Linked DNA regions of Oryctolagus cuniculus: region 2 is linked to region 1. A link is a contact called in public Micro-C data. All regions are on one chromosome and are shown on one strand. Each heading gives the region's core, a stretch centred on a gene start, on an enhancer-like site or on the middle of the called end of the contact. The rest is flanking DNA. Distances are from core to core; before and after follow the strand shown.

What was found. A called contact is a pair of places that touch in the nucleus more often than the background predicts.
Region 2: a Micro-C map of ear pinna shows a contact between it and region 1, with 5 times the contacts expected there. The contact joins two enhancer-like sites. A contact is called at or near these places in 4 of 6 Hi-C or Micro-C datasets (ear pinna, psoas muscle, skin fibroblasts and 1 more).

The regions. Positions count from the first base shown.
Region 1 is chr7:146,722,902-146,728,867 of mOryCun1.1, reverse strand. It overlaps STPG1 (sperm tail PG-rich repeat containing 1), which reads right to left. Exons shown (of 8, transcript XM_070079094.1): 4 at 4,056-4,157. Among named protein-coding and RNA genes, the nearest start is that of STPG1, 29 kb to the right of the region's middle. Within about 2 kb of position 3,132, at least 1 of the 8 cell types and tissues checked has an H3K27ac peak or open chromatin away from gene starts, as enhancers often do. A contact at or near this core is called in ear pinna, where this site is marked.
Region 2 is chr7:146,861,382-146,867,223 of mOryCun1.1, reverse strand. No RefSeq gene overlaps it. Among named protein-coding and RNA genes, the nearest start is that of IFNLR1, 19 kb to the left of the region's middle. Within about 2 kb of position 1,448, at least 2 of the 8 cell types and tissues checked have an H3K27ac peak or open chromatin away from gene starts, as enhancers often do. A contact at or near this core is called in ear pinna, where this site is marked.

The sequences.
Region 1 (5,966 bases), core at 1,883-4,382:
GTCCCAACTGGCAGAGGGTCACTGTTAAACAGCAATTTTCTGATACGGAAAGACAGAAGCTTATTCTCCCCTGGAATAACCTGAAATAAGTGAACGGTGTCTGCAGATGAAGTGATAAATAACATGCCCATTGTTACAGATCGGAAAACTCTGTCCCAGAAAGGCTACGGGACGGGAGTGACTGGGTTGAGCGTCCATCGGAGCTGGTCTGCCTGCGGCTCCCCCCGCTTCTGTCTGGGCTCTGCAAGTCCCCCGAGAGTGCTGCAGGGCTGGAAGCCCCCACCAGGAAGTCAGCAGACGGCAGCTGGCTCTCCAACTGCCCTGAGACGCTGTCCCCCACACTCCCTTATCCCTCTACCCCCGTTCCTCTTATCGCAGCAAACCGTGCAGTGTTCATCTAGCAGCCACATGCGGTGTCCTTACATGGTAATGGTTTGGTGCAGGAGTTTCAAATTTGAGAACTTTCATGAAGCTGGGCAACTGGAACATGCTGGAACAGGAATTACTGAAGTCTCTCTTGGAGATGAACTCCGACGGGATGGTGTACGCGTTGGCTGCAGGGAATTTAGAAATGATGGGGTCCAAGCGGGCACTCTGTGAAGGGCAAAGCCACAGCAATCAGCACTGAGCCTGTGGCCCGGAAGGACAGATGTCAGACCTTGCCCAGCACCGGCCCCAAGAGCATTTTACGGACGGTGAGACTGCAGCAGGTAACAATGATAAACTGGCCTCAGGCTTTTGAGGATTTGCCCCTGAAAAATGCAAGTTCAGACCTGTTTCAACTTCTGTAAACTAACTCAAATTATTCACCTGATGTTTGGAACTGGGCGAAAACAGCCATCGATGCATTTCCACCCAGCCCTGTGCAGGCCGCTTAGAGCCGACTCATCAGCTGCTGGGTGAGCGACGGGAGGGGTGCGGCGGACTCTTCCGCTGAGTAGAGGTGCGCGCCTCGTTTCTATGGGGAAAGTATCTGAACTGCTTCGAAACCTCACAGGTGCAAGGCTTGCTGCCCACCCACGCCTCCTACCCACCCATCCCCCCAATTCCTGCTCAGAAAATCCCGTGACATTTTGGCTATTCCCACAGAACCAACCCCACTCCTTTCAGGAAGCCATGATCAACTATTTTCAGTTAAAAAACAAACACAATCAATGTTTGCGAACCAACAGGGACAAAAGCCATAGAAACTCGGTGATAACATCACTGAACCTAGGACAGCACAGCGAGTACGGGAGTCTGATAAAACAAAATCTCCCCCATTGGTTTCCGGTAAAAAGCTTGAGGTTTTCTCCGCTTGCTTGATAGGGGTCAGCAACTCTGCCAGCACAGAGAGTGGGGGAGGCTGAGGGAAGGCGCTTGGCGGTGCTGGCTCTCGGCCTCTGGTGGATGGATCGACCGCGACTCGTGGCCCGTGGCCCGTGGCCCGTGCCCCCTGGGGTGGAGGTGCCACCAGAAGCAGAAGCATTCTTGGCTAAAGCCCAGGTTGTTCCGACCCCAACCTGGGTTCAAGTCTCAGCTCTGCCTTGGAGTTGTAAGGATTTCTTGCCATTTGCAAAAGTGAGGACACCCCACACGCATTGCCTTTGTGTCGTGGCCAGTGGTGAGCCAAGTGTTTGTCGTGGTGTTGTATTGAATCCTGTGACGGGCCTGAGTAGTGGATACTGTGGTAAGGGGTAGGCTCAGCCTTCTCACCCAGGCACTCCGCCTCCCTCAGACAGCCCATTCTTACAAGGAACGGGTGCGCAGGCACGGCCCTGGGTGATGGCGAGCTGATTTGATCTCAGCACCTTCTTGGCTTAGAACACCTACTGACATACACTTTTGGAGAAAACATTCAGTTTCTCAGCAGAGACAAAGTTTCATCATGAGACTCAGAGTGCAGCCACCTAACACCAGCTCACCAGCCCTGCACACCCCACGGCTGCCTTCCCAGGCCTGTGGCCCCCAATGCGGTCAGATGCTGGCTTCTGTGAGCCTCTCTCCCACAGATCCCAGCCTTCCCAGAACCACCCCCGCCACCATGCAAACGCAGAGAAGCCTTCCCAACCTCCGCCGCCGGTCTCACTTCATTTCCTAGCCGGGGCTGTGAGAAACTCTGGGGCAAGGATTGCGAACACATTGGCGAAGCTCCTTAATCCATCTGGACTTAGAGAGATGACAGAGCTTGCCGAAAGGCGGGCTGCAGCCGTTCCAACAGCCACCAGGAAGTTCCTGAACCCCACGGACCCCCAGAGTTTCTTGGGCCGCCTCCCCCATCATCACACTCCTCCTGGCCGTCCTGCCCTTTCTCTGATCAGGGTCGCTTTGAATTCCCTCCGAGTCCTGAGATCCGGAAGTGGAGATGGGGCTGGGAGTGAAAATCACAAACAGGGGCAGAGAGAGGAAATGTTGATCGGGTTTGAAGGAGCCACGGAGGAGGCGGGGACCCGCGGACAAGCCTGCACCTCCACAGGAGGCCCCTGCCCGCAGGCACAGAGGCTTACCCGTGAATAAACAGAAATCCACAGTCCGGGGCCGACAAGGTGGGGCGAAGACGAAGCCCGAACAACTCAGTCCCTGCCTTCTTTGGGTTTGGTCCTGAGCTTTTCCAAGACCCGAAAGCCTGATTAGAGTCTATGAGACCCACGTCGTGCCCCGGCCCCTTCTCCAGGCAGCCTCGCCTCGTCATTTGGAAAGTTACTGCGAGTAAAGCCCAGGACGGTGCTGCTTGTGTGCTCCAATTTAGTCCCTTTTTTTTTTTTTTTTTTTTTTTTTGGCATCAAGACAGAATGGGCCGTGTCACTGTTTGGCAAAGAACTCCTCGGGGAGAGAAGCTAGGTGTTGCAGGAAGTACTGTGTGTGACTCAGGTGGTAACAACCATAACATTTCACATGTTTATAATGCTTTGCAGTTTCAAAGAGTGTTTCACTCGCTGCAATTCGCCCGCAGCCTCCAGGGAGTCTCCTCCGCTTTTATGAGGCAACGCGGACGCAGGAGAGCACCGGGCTTGAGGTCTTGTCCCACAGCTGAGTCAGGAGCAGGGCTGAGGCCTTGTCCCCCGTGCCAGGACACCATGAGATGGCACTTCTTTGGCCGATTGCTTTTGAGTTTCTTTCCTAGCAGGAATGGGGGCAGAAAAATAGGTAGAGGCCTGGGTGTTCTGTGAACTCCCTGGCGGCAGATGGGAGCTCATCGTCTCTGGGAAGGGGGAGTTAACTCCAGATTTGGTTTGCCCCTTGAGAATTCAGCTCTGCCAAACTTGACTTCCAAGAAGAAGTGGCTGCATTCAGTGTATCTTAAATGGCCCCTTTGTGTGGTTAAAAAAAATCAATTCCAATGTCAGGTATCGTAATACAAGAGATTATTATAACTTTTAAAGGGACAAGAAGGCACGTGCATTGGGTTAATGTCAGAGTGAGGGTTTGCTGTCTTTCTCACTTTTCTACTTCAGCCAGTGCACCCTTGTGGGACTCTTTCCCCTTTCTATACAAGCCCATTTTTCTTGACAACTTATAATTTTTAAATAAAGAGACAATCCTTGCCCAAGTCAGGTCAGGGCCATTGGCACTTGCCTATAGCTATTTGGCCGGTAGAGCTCTCAACAAAGATGAAGTCCCACATCTTACACAGAGGAATGGGCAATGAAATCCCTCAATTCCAGGTCCTCTGCCTTTTTTTTTTTTTGGTCCCCATCAGATTTCTCGATCATTTGAGCAACCTTATGAGATTATTCGCCAGGGACTGGGACAAGAGGTAGAGAGTCACATTTTCCTGGTAAACCTAAAACCTCAGGAAACACTTGCTTAGTCCATTCCATGACAAAATTGGGTTTGAGCCATCAGGTTCTGGATATTCCTCCAGCTTCTCCTCTTGTCCCAGCAATGCATGATGGTTAAAAAAAAAAAAAGGTATAGACTCAAGGTCTAGTTCACCTGCATGAAATCCGAGGCAGCGGTTACCCTCCTAATTAGAACCACAGGCCTTCGGAGGGAAGGGGCCAGACATCCAGCCCAAGGTGATGCAACAGAGAGAGGAAACCACTGAGTGGTTACTGCAGACAAGGGGGTCTCACCATGGAGGGGAAAGTGCCCGTTCCTTTCTTGGACAGTGAGACACTGTTGGACACTGGAGACCGGTGAGTGACATTGTAGAACCCAGGACCTGGGACATCATCCTGCAAGGCAAGAGAGCGTCAGTCCCATCCCGCGAGCTTCCCACCCACTGACTCTCTAACCACAGGATGGGCACCACCCTGGGCAGATGGCAGCCCTGCTCCGCCACTTCCCAACCTGCCCATTCTCCAACGAGTTGCCAAACAGTGGGGCTGGAAATCCAATCCAGGCTGCGGCTCCCAAAGCCCTCAGGCCTTCCACCACGCCACATTGCATTCCAAGAGAACGCTGTTGTGTTTCCACGTCACGAGAGAAATGAGTGTAAAATGGGACAGTGGACGCGGCTGATGTACACGTCCGTGTGTCTGGATTGGGCAAGCCAAACCCACGGCAAGGGAAGGGTGACCGATTGCACGTTAGCCGCACCCCACCTGACTCAGCTTCCTCCCCAGCCTTTCAGAAGAGAAATCAGGGAGTGTTTCTGTTTATAAAGCAAAATGAAACAACAACCTTCAGCCCAAACAGCACCATTTCTGACTCTCAAAGAAAAAAAGAGGCAAGCCCACGGGCCTCTGCTGCTAGCTGATGCCGGGATGTGGGAGAGGAATAACCGGAAGTGGCATCTGCGGCTCGTTTCTGCTGGCACAGTTAATTGGGCTTTCATCTCGTTCCCCAGGCTCGCTAGCAGGGGCAAGTACTGTTGACAGAAGGTGGCCAAGCAAGTGGCATAAGAATGAGTAGCCCAAGCGAGAGTCGGGGAGAACTTAGCACTGTGGGTGCAGACTCCATGTGCTGCAGGGAGACAGTTTTCCTAGGGAGCTTCATGCAGGGCAGGCATCCACGGACTGGGTGCTCCGTGTGTGCCGGGCACCGTTCCGAGTGCTCTAAGTATACTCACTCATTTAACCCCCAACTTCAAGTTGAGAAGAAGGGGCCAGAGGAAAGACACAAGGTCCCGTCACTGGTAAATGTCAGAGCTGGAATCTGAACCCAGGTGGTCTGACCAGAGAGTCTCCTCTTTGCTACAAAACTCAACCAACTCTCCAATGAGACCACACAGGATACAAGAAACATTTAAGCCCCCTGACTGGGAATGCCTAGTCCCAGTTCCGCTGCTAACAGAGTGACCTTGAGCAAGTCACCTTGCTGGGCTGTGGTTTCCTTAAGCTCAAGGTGTTGGGCTTTGAAGTGCTTTTGAGCTTCCAGAGCCCCTGAATCTGAGACACATTAAGGCAGGCAGTGCAAGCGCGACTTCGAGGTTCAAACAACGAACGGTGAAGACAGACACACACCTACAGCTCCCGGTCTCTCGGCACATTCTCAGCGTGCCTATCCATGCCCAGCCTTCTCCTGAGCGCTCACTGGATTGCCAGGTACGACGCAAGGGCCCAATGGTTCAGCCATCCCACCCAGCCCCGTGACATTAGGTTTTCATAAACAACACAGGGCTGTTTTAGTATAAGTATATCCCATGCAATGCGTGGAACATACATTTGTTAAAAGAGTTGTTATCTATCTGAAATTCCAATTTGACTAGACATCGTGCATTTTTAGTTGCTAAATCTGGGCCTTGGTCCTGGTTTCATTCTGCACAGAGGCGGCTAGCTTGAGTCCAGGAAAAAGAGACAGAGGTCTGTCCCCTGGGGCCTGGGGAATGGCCAGCTGCCAGCTTGCTCAGAGCGAATGTCCACGGAGAGTGCTTTGGGCAGCAGCACGCGAAGGCTGGCCGGGGGCAGCCTGAGGGCAGCCGTTGGCAACGCAGAAGTGTGGCAGGTGGCATCTTGGAATTGGCTGGGGGCGGGGGTGGTGGTGGAGTATTTACAGCGCAGCAAAGGGCAAACGCTGTAAATCAGAGCTCGTCTTTGCGGAAG
Region 2 (5,842 bases), core at 199-2,698, 140 kb before region 1:
GGCCCTCAGAGGCAGTGGGAGCCGGGCAGAGCCGGGCCATTCTCTCCACCACAGGACAAACCACTCTCTGGCTCAGGGCCCAGGTCTTCCCGTCTGTAAAATGGGGGGCTGGGCCTGTTAGTGAAGTGGCACAGTCTTGGCTGTGGTGCCATCTATGCCCTGCCCCTCCACCACCCCCCGAAAGGCAGAGAGAGCGAGAGAGAGAGAGAGAGAGAGAGCGAGAGTGAGCAAGCTTCCATTTGTTGGTTCACTCCCTAAATGCCTGCAAGAGTGGGGCAGGGCCATGCTAAAGCCAGAGACCTGGAACTCCATCCGGGCCTCCCACGTGGGTGCAGGGGCCCCGGCCTCTTGGGCCGTCTTCTGCCGCTTTCCCAGGTGCATTAGCAGGGAGCTGGATCAGAAACGGAGCAGCTGGGATGGAGGGTGGTGCTGCATGCGGCGGCTTAACCCACCGCCCCACAACGCCAGCCCCGTCCAGTGCGTCCTCACCCAGGGTAAGAGACGCATTCTGCGTCGTGACCTGGAGACGCACCTGTGATGGTAAGGAATCGGAATGGACATTGCGACCTGCGCGAGCGGGCCCTGGAGTAGGAGGTGCGCTCCGGCGCTGTCTTCTCCCGCGCCTTGCCGCAGATTCTGGCTGCAGCCTCCACTCTGCTCTCGGGACTCAGGAGGGCTCACTCGGGACCTGGAGCTGGAAAGCCGAAGCTCAGGCCCTCCTGGGTCTGCCCCGCAGAGCCCTTGGCCATGGGGCCAAAGTCTTTCTCTTGTGGTCCCCCGGGATGCCAGCCCCTGGCTGTGAGCCCATTTCAAAGCAGAGGCAACTGAGGACCTGGTCAGGTCCGCAGGGGTCACCCGGACCACCCAGAGGCAGGTGCCGCGGGGAGCTGGGGGCTGCTGTGTTGACCCCTGCCCCTGCTGTATGGGTCATTACCCTGGGAGCAGGACCTGCGGGGAGCCCATAGCATAAGGCTTAAGTCATTTAATCCTCAAGGCAGCTGCACAGGGGAGAGTTAGGAGCCCCTTGTTACGGAGGCAGCTGGTGCCCAGAGAGACACGGGGCTTGGCCATGGCCACACAGCCTGTGAGGAGGCATGCGGGTTTGGCTGCGTTTCCAGAACCCAGCTCAGAGTCTGAAACACAGCAACAAATTCCCGAGGAAGGTGCCTGCCCGGCTGACCCACTGCCCTCTCTTCTCTGCCTTGGCTCTGGGATTGCTCTGTGCTGGGGACGCCTGGGGGCAGGGCAGACGCCAGGATGGTTGGAGGCTGGCTGGGGTTCCGCCTGGGCGAGGGTCCCTGGGCTGAGCTTGCTGCTGAGTTTCGGTTCCAGGTCCCTGCATGCTCACCCGGCCCTGCCCTGTCAGCTGAGAGGGAGGGAGGGAGGGACCCAGACCGCTCCCCTGGGCTGGGGCGGAGGAGCTGGCCGGCGCCTGTGTTCACTGCACCTGGCCCACCCCCTGCCACTCCCCGCTCACCTCTCCCAGGCCCTGCTCTGGGGCCTCCGGTGGGGCCCGAGAAAGGCTGGTCCCACCTCCAGCCTGAGTCAGGTTCCTGTTCCCGGGGGCCCCTCGCTTCGCGATTGCTGCCCCTTTCCCAGGGGGGACACAGCAGTAGGCGAGCTGGCTGAGCCTCAGGTCTAATCTCAGTGCTGAGCAAACAGAGATGGGTGGAAGGGAGCGGGGGGCCCTGGAAGCCCAAGGCGGGCACTGCCTTCCCAGCGCAGGAGAGGGCCTGACCTCCCAGGAGGAAGCCGGGTGCTGACTCAGGAGATGGCTTGGGACCTAGAGGGGAGGAGTGCAGGAAGCCAGGGCAGCGAGCCAACAGCCGGCGTCCACAGGGCACTGCCAGTGTGGATGGTGCCAAGTGGCCTAGGGGTGTGGCATTTTCACCTCCACCCTCCTCTCTGCCGTCTGCACCCTACCTCTGCTCTCTAGCTGGCTCCACACTCCCTCCCTCCAGGAAGTCTTCCTGGGTTGACCCCACAGACACTGCCTGGCAGGGCTTTGCACCCTCTGTAAGGAAAGGAGATGAGACAAGACCCCCATGGTGTGGACACAGCAGGGCTCTCCTAGCCAGACCCAAAGCGTGGTGTCTCTCCTTGGAAACAGTCCTACACACACACACACACACACACCCCTATCAGTACTTGATAGTCTACCTTGGTTTAGGCTGGGAACGGATGTTTCCAAAGTGACTTCTGGAGGATGCCATCCGTATTTCCCCACCTACCACCCAACCGCCTCCCCAGAACAAGGCGTCCCGTGGTCAGAGAGATTTGGGGATTAAATGAGGCAAATCCTGTTTTTTCGCTGCAGGCTTGCTCAGATCTTGGGTCTCCAAGCATCTGTACGCTCCCCAGTTTGCTTGATCTTAGGATTTTATTCAGTCTTGTGGGCCTGGAGTGCCGCTGATCACCAGTTGAGAAATGCTGAGATGTAGAATGTTCCAGAACATTCAGGCTGAACGTAGCGATCACGTGTGACAACCACACACCATACTTCCATGGACGGAGGGCTTACTGTGTCTAACATTATGGGCTGTATTTCAGCAAATTCTTAAAATAACTGGTGCTTTGAGTATTATTCTGGAAGGAAGGAAGAATACCTAGGTCATCTGGGTGGGTTAATTTACCATTTGCCAGACGATGGACTGTGCATTAGCAGAATGGTGACATAAAGCAGTTATTACCCCGCAGGCACAGGCACTGGCCAGTGGTTGAGACGGGCGTGTCCTGAGGTCCCCCAGTGGGTTGGGCATGAGTCCTTTACTCCCTGGATGTGCGATCGCGAAGATGGGAGAGTAGAGGGTGGGATCTTGGAGTGACAAGGAGAGTGCTGCTCTCTGATTGGGTAGCAGCTGGAGACTAGGAAATTGGTGAGTTCTGATTGGTTGCTAAGTAGAGCTGGGGTTGCTGCTAAACTTTAATTGGATGACTTACCCAGGAATAGTCAGTCCATTGCTAAATTCTGATTTGCTAAATGTATGTATGTCCGGGTACCCCAGGGTCAGCTGGGGCTGGGGGACCTTAGGACAGCGGCTGTTTACCAACCAGCTGGGAAGTGTTTCCGTTAATTGCCAGCCTTGCGGGAGCACAAGAGCTGGGTGTAGGTCCTGACTGAGCCACGGTAAATACCTTGCTGCCCACCGGGAGGGGGAGGGATGCCAGATCCCAGCTCCCATCAAGGATGGCGCTTTGGTCTCCTTTGCCAACTGAAAGAGCCCAGGGTAGAGGCCAGGACATGCACTTTGAAGTCAGGTAGCTCTGAGTGCAAATCCCACGTAGACTCTTTCCAGCCCCATGTCCCAGGGAAAGCTCCTCACCCTCTCGGGGCCTCAGTTTCCTCGTCTGTGAAATGGGGAGGCCACGGTGCTCATCTCACAGCCTTCACCTCCCAGTGCGCTTTTCTGGACATCATCGGACATTACTTAGAACGAGGCTGGAACATACCACGAGAAATAGCAGCGTGAGCAGCTTCAAGTCCTGCCAGGTCGGTTTCTGCAATGCATCACCCATGAGCTGACGCTGGGATACCCGGGCAGAGGAATACGTAGCACTGGGGTCGCAGGTAAGTGTCCACTTGGGGTGCCTGCACCCTGTGTCGGAGTGCCTGGTTCTAGTCCCAGCTCCTCTGCTTCCTACCCAGCATCCTGCTAATGTACACCTTGTGAGGCAGCAGACGATGGCTCAGGTCCGTGGGTCCCTGCCTCCGGGAGACCTGGACTGAGTTCCAGGCTCTTGGCTTTGGAGTGGCCCAGCTATTGCTATTGCAAACCTTTGGAGGCTGAGCCAGAGGATGGAAGAGCTCTCCCCAGCTGTCTCTCTGTGTCTCTCCACTCTTCAAACAAAATGAAAATAATTAAAGAACTGATTTGCAAAAGAAATATACTTAGCCAATCAGAATTCAGCGGTGGGCTGTTCCTAGAGAGGTCATCCAATTAAAGCTCTGCAGTGTGCTGCCCCATTTCTACCTGTCGACCAATCAGAATTCAACAATTTCCTAATCTCTAGCTGTTATCCAATCAGAAGGTGTCAATATCCAGACAACATTTGTCGCTCCCCCTCTTCGTGGAGGAACGACACAGGACCCTGCGTTGTTCTTTTATCTGCTCGGCCCTCCCCGGGTTTGCTGCTGGTTCTTCCCGGGTTGGCTACCGACCCTTCCACCTCCATGGAAGGGCGGTTCCCCCTGCCACATTCCCCACTTCCGCGGGGGAGCGGCACACTGCTGGCCGGCTCTCTCGGGGGCTGCACAGGTGTTCCCTCAGATGTTCCCGGTGCATGTTGTCTCTCTCCTCCTTTATAGTCCTCTTCCACCAATCCCAACTCGGCTGCCCACACGCCGAGCACGCTGCTCTCCTCCAATCAGGAGCAGGTCCTACAGTTTGTCAAGTTGGTGAGAGGCAGCTGGGTAGAAGCTGTTTTCTCCTCTCCCAGCGCCATATTGTGGGAGAGCAAGTGCATAGAATAAGTCTTAATTCCAGTAACTTAGTCTAGTCCGAGTTGCTCCAGTTGCTCCCCACAACATTGTTGTTTATCCAATTAGAACTGGGAGCTTGGTCAATGGACCAGGGGCAGCAGGCATGGCCAGGAGCTGGCCACGCCTCCAGAGCTCCCTGAGCAAGGCTGGGGGGCCGGGGGATGCGACTGTCAGGGTCCCGCAGGCTCCCAGCTTTGGGGCTCTGTTCCCATCACCTGGCACTGCTCTGCTCCTCAGCCAACACCCGACGTGGAACCAGACAAGGCCCACCTTGAACTTGCCCCTTGTCCCCCCAAAGCCTGTCCCAGCACCAGTGGGAGCTCCGCTGTGGGCTCGGTCTGAAGCCCCTGCTGGCCCTCTGGCCCTTAGAAATCTTTCTTCCCTGGGCAATTTCCATATGCAAAACCAGAACCGCGGAACCACAGAACCATGAACTTGCCAGGCTTCTGCAAGAACAGCAACACCTGTTACAAGGGGGCTTCAGAAGCTTGTGGGAAACGTGTATTATGGAAAAACCACTCGTGCGTTTCAGAACTGTGCGCACCAGGGCAGGCACTGTGGTGCAGCAAGTTACTTCAAACCTGCCACTCAGGATACCACATCTCCTATCAGAGCACCTGCTCCTTCCAGTCCTGGCTGCTCCGCTTCCAATCCAGCTCCTTGCTAACGCGCCTGGGCAAGCAGCAGAAGACCGCCCAAGCCCTTGGGTCCCTGCCACCCAAGGGACAGACCCAGATGAAATCCCAACACCTGGCTACGGCCCGGTCCAGCGCCACGCATTTCAGCCATTTGGGAATGAACTGGCAGATGGAAGAACTCTCTCTCTTCCTCCCCTCCTTTCTCTCGCTCACTCTGCCTTTCAAATGCACAAATAAATCTTTAAAAAATTTGCACCGCCATGCAGTTATCGTTTAATTTCTTTTTTCCACGTATCTTTTGAAGTGCGCTTGTCCCAAATAGCACTGTGCGTGTGCCAGACCCTGGAGCCAACACCGCTCGGTAGCTCACGTCATCCGCCCCCAGCTCTATCCTTGCTCCCTATAGGAAACGTAAGCGAGGCCAGAGTGCTCGAGACACAGACACGCAGCTGACACGTGTGTGGCTGCACAGCCGTGCTGTCTGGCAGGGCAGCCTGCGGCCTGTGTCGAGAATCAGAGTTGAGGTTTGCGGCGAGGGGATAATGTGTGGACACCCCAGGTTCTGAAGACTCGGTATGACCAACGAAATGTCAGATATCATGTTCGCATTTTTGCTATTGATCCATGATAAAATAATACTTTAGAGATGGTGGTTTAAATGAAGCATATGATTAACATTAATTTCACTTTTGTCTTCTTTCCGGTGGGCTGCAAGTTAAACTCA